Regions from separate parts of the Mus musculus genome. Here region 2 is linked to region 1. The links are chromatin contacts, called in public HiChIP or PLAC-seq maps. All regions are on one chromosome and are shown on one strand. The core of a region is the stretch at or near the end of the contact, and the rest is flanking DNA. Distances in the headings are between cores, read along the strand shown.

The links. HiChIP or PLAC-seq counts read pairs in DNA pulled down with a chosen protein or histone mark.
Region 2: an H3K27ac HiChIP or PLAC-seq map of embryonic stem cells shows a contact between it and region 1, with 2.2 times the contacts expected there. The contact joins the promoter of Adipor2 here to the enhancer-like site in region 1. A contact is called at or near these places in 1 of 39 promoter capture datasets (pre-B cells), 5 of 115 datasets of contacts at active chromatin or transcription factors (the HPC-7 cell line, the SCID.adh cell line, embryonic stem cells and 1 more) and 3 of 9 other capture datasets (adipose tissue, liver and pancreatic islet).

What each region holds. Positions count from the first base shown.
Region 1 is chr6:119,198,173-119,201,771 of GRCm38.p6, forward strand. It overlaps Dcp1b (decapping mRNA 1B), which reads left to right. Exons shown (of 9, transcript NM_001033379.3): 4 at 756-822; 5 at 2,650-2,779. Among named protein-coding and RNA genes, the nearest start is that of Dcp1b, 25 kb to the left of the region's middle. Within about 2 kb of position 1,964, at least 15 of the 459 cell types and tissues checked have an H3K27ac peak or open chromatin away from gene starts, as enhancers often do. A contact at or near this core is called in embryonic stem cells and pancreatic islet, where this site is marked.
Region 2 is chr6:119,386,997-119,390,595 of GRCm38.p6, forward strand. It overlaps Adipor2 (adiponectin receptor 2), which reads right to left and starts at 1,738. Exons shown (of 8, transcript NM_001355692.1): 1 at 1,486-1,738.

The DNA.
Region 1 (3,599 bases), core at 714-3,213:
GGCCCTAAACTAGATACTCACAAATGTATCCTGCAACTGTCTTAACCCGTACTATAGATCTGATAGAGCTGGGTACACACTAAATTTAATAGACAGCTTACTTGGAAAATGGTTAAAATCAACCACAACGGTATTTTTTCCGTTCCTTGCTAAATGGTTACACCATCGTCACACCTAACCTTCCAACATTTGTAAATTTTCTGTACAGACATTTTAAAGTGAAATTGATTATTAAAATTATATTTTTCTAGTTTCCTATCCTAATAACTCATAGCCAGTTTTTCAGTTACCGTGTTCCTTGGAGAGGGAGAGGGAAGGAGGGTTCCAGGCATGAGATGAGCATCAGGTTCTGAATATTTAAGAATAAAGATGAAATGTGTTTGTGAGATGTGCAAATGGAACATAGAAACAATGACGTCTCAAAGCCAAGAAGTTTAGCATCCTGATCTCATTTTCAATCTGTAGCCGCTTGGTTATGAAGCGCTCACCAACTGCCTGTTGGGTAGAGGCAGGGAAGCAGGCTTCAGGGTGTAGGCCGCTCAGCAGCGCTTCTAACAGCACATGCTTTTCCTTTTGGCACGGGGTCTCATGTAGCCCTGGCTCTGACTCCAATGACTGCTTTCATCTATTTAATAATCACTCGAATGAATTCACTGTGACTGATTATTGCGGATTTTCCTGTAAGACGGAAAGGGGGTTCCCTTCCATTGTGTGCTTTGAGGATGCTTACGGCTTGTTGATGTGTTTTTCCCCAGTGTCCATTTATGGAATTTGGTTTTATGATAAGGAAGAGTGCCAGAGAATTGCAAAACTAATGAAAAAGTAAGTATTAAAAGGCCAATCGTGTCCTAGGAGCTGGCACTGTGGCTCGTATTTCTAAATGTGTGAATCAACACTAGCAGGAAGTGGTTCTCAGCTGTCATCCTCACACGACCCCACCCCCACCCCACCCCACCCCACCCCACCCCCAGACCCTGTCACTGCTTAGCATATGAAGAGAGTGAGAAACAGTTTTGCCCTGCTCTCTGCAAACTCAGCTTCTGTGGCTTATTGTTCTCTCCATGTGCTGTGAGCTGTTCCGCGGGGTGGTTTTCTTTGGCATTTTCTTCATTTGTAAATAAGTAGTATTTTCTATGGAAAGTTATGTGTCCATCAGTAAAATGAACATGCAGGGTCACCCTGAAAGGCTGCCCAGAGCCTTTGATACCCTCCACTTCCTTCTAAACTGTGCTTGTAACTCAGAGTTCCCAGATACACCTCAAACACCAAGGGCCTAGAATCCTCCTCAGTCCCCCTCTCTGGGGAAGTCCGAATCAGTTCATGTTAGTTTAGCAGTCGGTACAGAATCAATCACCTCTCTCTCCCCATCTCCCCCCCCCCCACTACTCTTAGACTTATTAGTCTCTTTCTCTCAAGCTGTTCCTGAGGTACTCTCTGACTTTGGCTTCCTTAATTGGATCACAAGGAGGCTCAGGTGCGATTGATTGGTGGGCTCTGACCAGTTCCGACTTGGCTGCTCACTGTCGGCTGCTGTTTATGCAAATAGCCAAGGTCATCAGAATTAATCAAATTCCTAATGGGGCTGGGTCTCTGTTTAGGATAGCTAGTCCCCATGTGGACGTGATGCTCGTCCTGCAAAGAACCAGTATTCGCTTCTACATCCCAGGGCAATGGAATGAAGAAGTGACCCCCACAAGGAAATAAAAACCAGGGAACACATTTTTATAAATAAAATTGACTCCTGAAACTCCTGCTTGTGAGAGCTAATTTTAGGCAACCAGCTCAAGTCCCAGATGGTGATTAAGTGTGTTCAAACTGGTATTTACCACCATAACAACTAGTTCCTTAAACATTTCATGGTGTTGTAAATTGTGCAAGGGACAATAATAGCCGGATTTCATATGGATTAAAAAATACCCTGTAACTCAGCCAAGAGGTCATGGTAAACCTGGTGCGTGCCTCACCCCTCAGGCAGGAAGCCGATTGTAGATAGCAAGGAGCAGTTGATCTGTGTGGATTCAGATGCATTCTCTAGTTAGAAGGAAATCTGTTGGTAACTTTGCAGGTCATACTTTACCAGTATCTGCATAGTTAACATAAGAATTTGAGCTGAAAAATCAAAGCACACAAAGAAAAGGACTTAAAAAAATGTTTCCCTGTAGCATTTAGGACCATGAGGTCAGTGTTCGAATGGGACCTTTTCGATTCTGAATCGCCAAGGTCTGAGGTGGTACAGCCCACCTTGCTTGACCTCACAGCATTCTGGAAGGGAAGGAGTCTGTACCATAGAGATCTTCCCTGTTGAATGTTCTGTAAGGCTTCCTCCACAGTCAGCAGCCGCCCTGCGGCTGTAGTGTAAAAGCAGCCAGGACTGCTCTGTCCAGCAACGAGCAGGCCTGTGTTTGTTATTCTCTTTATTAGAACAGGTGGAGCAGGCTAGAGTCCAAAGGACAGAGCTTCTGATGTCCTACCCTGGATTTGCATATGTGGCCTGTTGGCTCAGGACCTCTTCTCTCATTTTCTGTTTCAAATGCTTAAGCAGTCCTAAGATGGTTGTAGTGGGATGAAAACCCTTGGGAGAGAGTTGGAGTGATAAATAGCATCGCTTTTGACTTTAGTTTCCTGAATCGCAGCTTCCCGTTTTTCTAGCCTCACTCAGAGCGAACAGTTGAAAGCCTGTCATGGAGCCGGATCCTCCCCCGTGACCTTGAGCTCAGGAGAGGGCCAAGAAGTAGATATCCTGCAGATGCTCACCAAGGCCAAGGATGAGTACACCAAGGTGAGTCTCCTCTTCCTCGTGGGGATACCACGGTGGCAAAGCCCACCACTGACGGCAGCAGGTGAAGTCAACAGAGCAGGATGTAGAGGGAGCCTAAGAAATCAGTGGCCTGCATACAAATGGTATCCAGTTAGAGGGCCTCCTAGACTTAGAGTGGCAACGTGTAAACCAAATTCATGTCTTTGTTGGTGGGTAGGCCTGTAATCCCAGAATTAGGGAAGCTGAAACAGGAGGATGGTGAGTTTCAGACTAGCCTGGACTACATAGTGAAGTATTTCATAACTCAAAGCATGAGCCCAGCAACATGGCTTGGTAGGACACCTGCCACCAAGCTTCATGGCCTGAGTTTGATCCTTGGGATCCACATGGTAGACGGGCAGAACCAAGTTCCACAAGGTCTCCTCTTCTGAACTCCACACATGCGCTGTGGTAATTTAAAAAGTAGAAATCAGAACAAAAGGCATAAAAGTAGACTTGAACAGACAAAAGTGTATGCCCTGTTCTAACATATATATGTTAGCTAAGGAGGTGTGTGTGTGTGTGTATGTGTGTGTGTGTGTGTGCATCCTAAGTATTAAGTAGAGATAGCAAAATTAGTTCATGGTTTGTTAAATAAAAACTACAGACTCCTGACTCCCTGAAAAGGCTGCAAAATGCTTGGCACCCAGTAGCAGTAAGCACCTCTGTTGCCCTGGGTGACCTCCTCCTAAGCTCGCGATGCTCTGTGAAGATGGTTCTGGTTGCTGGGCAAATGGGATCCTATGTAGTGGGCACTGTAGCCAGCTTACAAGAGTGTCACGAGAGCCCAGCAGCAGTGCAG
Region 2 (3,599 bases), core at 488-2,987, 190 kb after region 1:
TGGTGGTGCACATCCTTAATCCCAGCCCATGGGAGGCAGAAACTGGTGGATTTCTGAGTTCAAGGCCAGCCTAATCTACATGAGTTCCAAGACAGCCAGGGCTACAGAGTGAGACCATGTCAAAGGGAGGGCGGGCTTTGAGTAGAGCATCTGTCCATACCAGGATTCTGGACTCATAGGTAAGATTTAGAAATTAAAGCTTGCCTGAACTACATTGATCCTGCCTGTCTTCACAACATGGTAGGTGATTCATGCTAACACACAGAAGGCTGAAGCAGGATTCTTAATGTTTGGGCTACAGAGTGAGACCTGCACACCCTCACCCACGAACAAACAAAACAAATACACTTAGTTGGGAAGTGTTTTATGAACAAATAAATTTTAAAATCCTAAAAGACTGCAGTATTTTTACCTTGCTCCTTGGGGAGCAGGGGTAAGCATTCTGCTTTGGGGAAACACAATGAACACAGCAACACAAGAATTACAGGCCATCAAGTGAGATGGCTAAAGAGTATGCTTGCCAGGCAAATTTTCAAGACCTTGCCGCCTGAGTTCGATACCCGGAACCACATAAACGTAGACGATGATCAACTTTTACCAAGTTGTTCTCTAACCTCCACACGTGTGCCATGAACACAGGAGTCACACAGAAACACACCATAATAAACTGGATAATTTTAATTTTTTTAAAGTTTTTTTTTCTTTAAATGAGACAACCAGAGTAAAACATAAATGCAACTAAAAGATCATTTCCACTAAAATACTAAAACCACCAATGAAGCATTGTACCTACCAAATCCCAGGTGGTCATGTCATTTATCAAAAATTCATTGCTCAACGCTCTCGTGAAGTTTTCAAACTCCAGAAACAAATGTTTAAATCAAGGTCAAAAAAAACAAAAGAAGAGACTCATTAGCTGTCTGGTCTAGCGCTCCCTCGGACTCATCAAAACTTATTTTATAGCCGTTTCCAGCAATTCTCTAACAAGCTAACCACTGGCAAATAAAAACCCAAAGGGGCTCAGAACTGGGCCCAAGAACTATCCCGCAGTGACAGCCTGACGCGCCACCTAAGGAAAGGTGAGGGCAACCTTCCCATCCCAGTGGTTGGAAAAGTCGCGCTGAGCACAAGCCATCCGAAGCAAGCCTGCCAGAGAAATCCCTAGAAGTGGCAGAAGACACCAACTAGAAGTCGGGGCGGGAGGATTTCAGTCTCCGGCCATCGCGGGGGTACCGGCTCCGAAATCGACTAGAGACGGAGCGAGGGGCTTCGGACTCTGCCCCGCGGCGGGGACAGGGCAGCGGGCGCCCGCGACCGCAGCTGCACGGAGCGCGGCCCCGGCCCCCCCCCCCACCCCACCCCCCCGGCCGCTGCTTGGGCCCCGCACCAGGCGCGCGGCCGCAGGTCAGAGTTCCGGCCGCGCTCGGAGCCGGCCAGGCGCGCGCTCCCGGCCCGCGCCGGGGACACCTGTCCCTCAGCCCTCACCTCCTTCCGACCCGGGCAATCTGCTGAGCCCGGGAAGCCGCGCTCGAGCCACAGCCCTTCGCCCGAGTTAGCGGCCGTCTCACCGCGCGGCTCGGGCGCCTCGGGAAGCAGCGCCTCGGGGAGGGAGAGGGGGGGCGCGGAGGGAGGGGGCCGCTCGCTGGAGCCGCCACCGCCGCCGCCGCCACCGCGGTACCGCGTCGGGACTGTGCTCGCGCCGCCGCGACCGCCGCCGCCGCCGCCGCCGCGTCTCCCCGCCTCCGCGCCCGCGCGTAGCCGTGACGCGCATCGCACGAGGCGGGCCGAGCCAGTAAGACCACACCCCGTGCGCAGCCGCGCTGGCCTAAACCGGAAGCCTCCCCTCGGGAGGCTTTGGAAGCGTGATGCATCTTGGGAGTTGTAGTTCGGCCGGGTCCACAATGTAAACAGTGCGGGCAGAGTGCCTCGGAACGCTCACCCAGCTTCCTCGACGATTTCTGAAGAGATCTGAGAAGGGAGTGGGCCGCCACGGTTTAATGACTCGGGATGGAGCGTGTGTTTGTGTCAGCGGCCAACATAATGCTAGGCGTCGTCTTATGAAGGTTTCAGGATTCCGAAAGCGTTTAGTCAACTCTTCCTCAAACAGTAGGGCTTGTTTTTATTACCGTACTAACGTATGATTGATTTATGCCCTACCACTTCTAGAAGATATTCAAAATTATTTTCAATGGTCGATTGCAAACGACTTAAGCATTGTGTCTGTTTACCCAGAGGGAATGATTTGCTACGAGTGAGCTTTCCTATTGAACCAGAACAAGGAACTATAGGAGCTGGTGTGCAGAGGAAAAAAAAATGGTTTCTTCGTGTTCAGTTGTAAGAGGATTGTATCTGTCACACTCTTTAGTTCAAAACTTAATACACGTCAAAGTAAATTCGGAAGCTTTAGTTTAGACCTTGGAGGAAGCTTATTGTTCTTGCCTTTAGACCACAATCGGTCTCATAGCCAAGAAGCTAAAATGTGATGTTGAGCGATTGGAGGGAAGCAGACATGGAAAACTCTTCAACGAGGAAAAGCACTAGAGAGGTTAAAACAAGAGGATCTTGCATGTACCAGATCAGCCTGGTGTACATCGCGAGCCAGGCCAGCCTTGGCTATACAGAGTGTAAAACCATGTCTCAGAAAAAAAGAAACGAAAGAAAGAAAGGGAGAGAGAGAGAAAGACAAAGACTTGGCTACTAAGACTGAGAAAGACAATTGTACCTTTCCCATCAGAAAACAAATGCAGGCATTTGGGAATTATAAATGTGGCCCAAGGCTGGAAATATAGCTCAGTGGTAAAGCTATAGCCACTCCAAAAGCCTCGATTCCATCAATAACTTAAGGGGGGGGGGGGTGCGGGGGGAAGGATCCATAATAAATAGGGCAAAAAGAGAAGTTTTTTTTTCAGGCTGAATATAAGGTATCCCCTAAGGAAGACAGACTTAAGATAGACCATTATCTTACCAGGTATGGGGGCTCACACCTTAATTCCTAGCACGTGGGAACTGGTATAGGACGGCTGCAGTGAGTTCATGGCCAACGTGGGCCACAAGATGAGTTCCAGGTCAGCCAGGGCTAAAATGAGACCCTGCTTCAACAAAGGAAAACAAAACCCCCTCTCAAATCTTTCCTGCAGAGCTTTCTTTTAAGGATGCTTCTTTGATCAAAGCTTCTGTCTCCAGGAACAGGGTTTTTAAGAGAGCCCGCCATTTCCCCTCCTACCTCTCAGCTTGGCCTCTTGAACTGATCTCACTGTCAATCACTACATGCAATTTCTGATGCTTCTATAATGATGAAACAAACCACCTTATTTCCTCAAAATGCCCACCCACACCTTCTCAGCTAATGAGGATCTTTGCCACTCTCCCTACCCTCAAAGGGACATTCCTGAGTCCCACTGCCCAACTGGCTTCACCCTTATCCTTACCTAAATGGCATCACCAAATGTTTCAAAGCAGATTTGTTTTTTCCAGATCTCTTTCCCTGGCTATGCCCTTGTTGATTTGTACAGGTTGTCTCTTGATTGGCTATTCACACATCACAGAGAACTCAGCAATGTTCAGTATCTCCCCATATCAGCTATGAATCTTCAAAATCA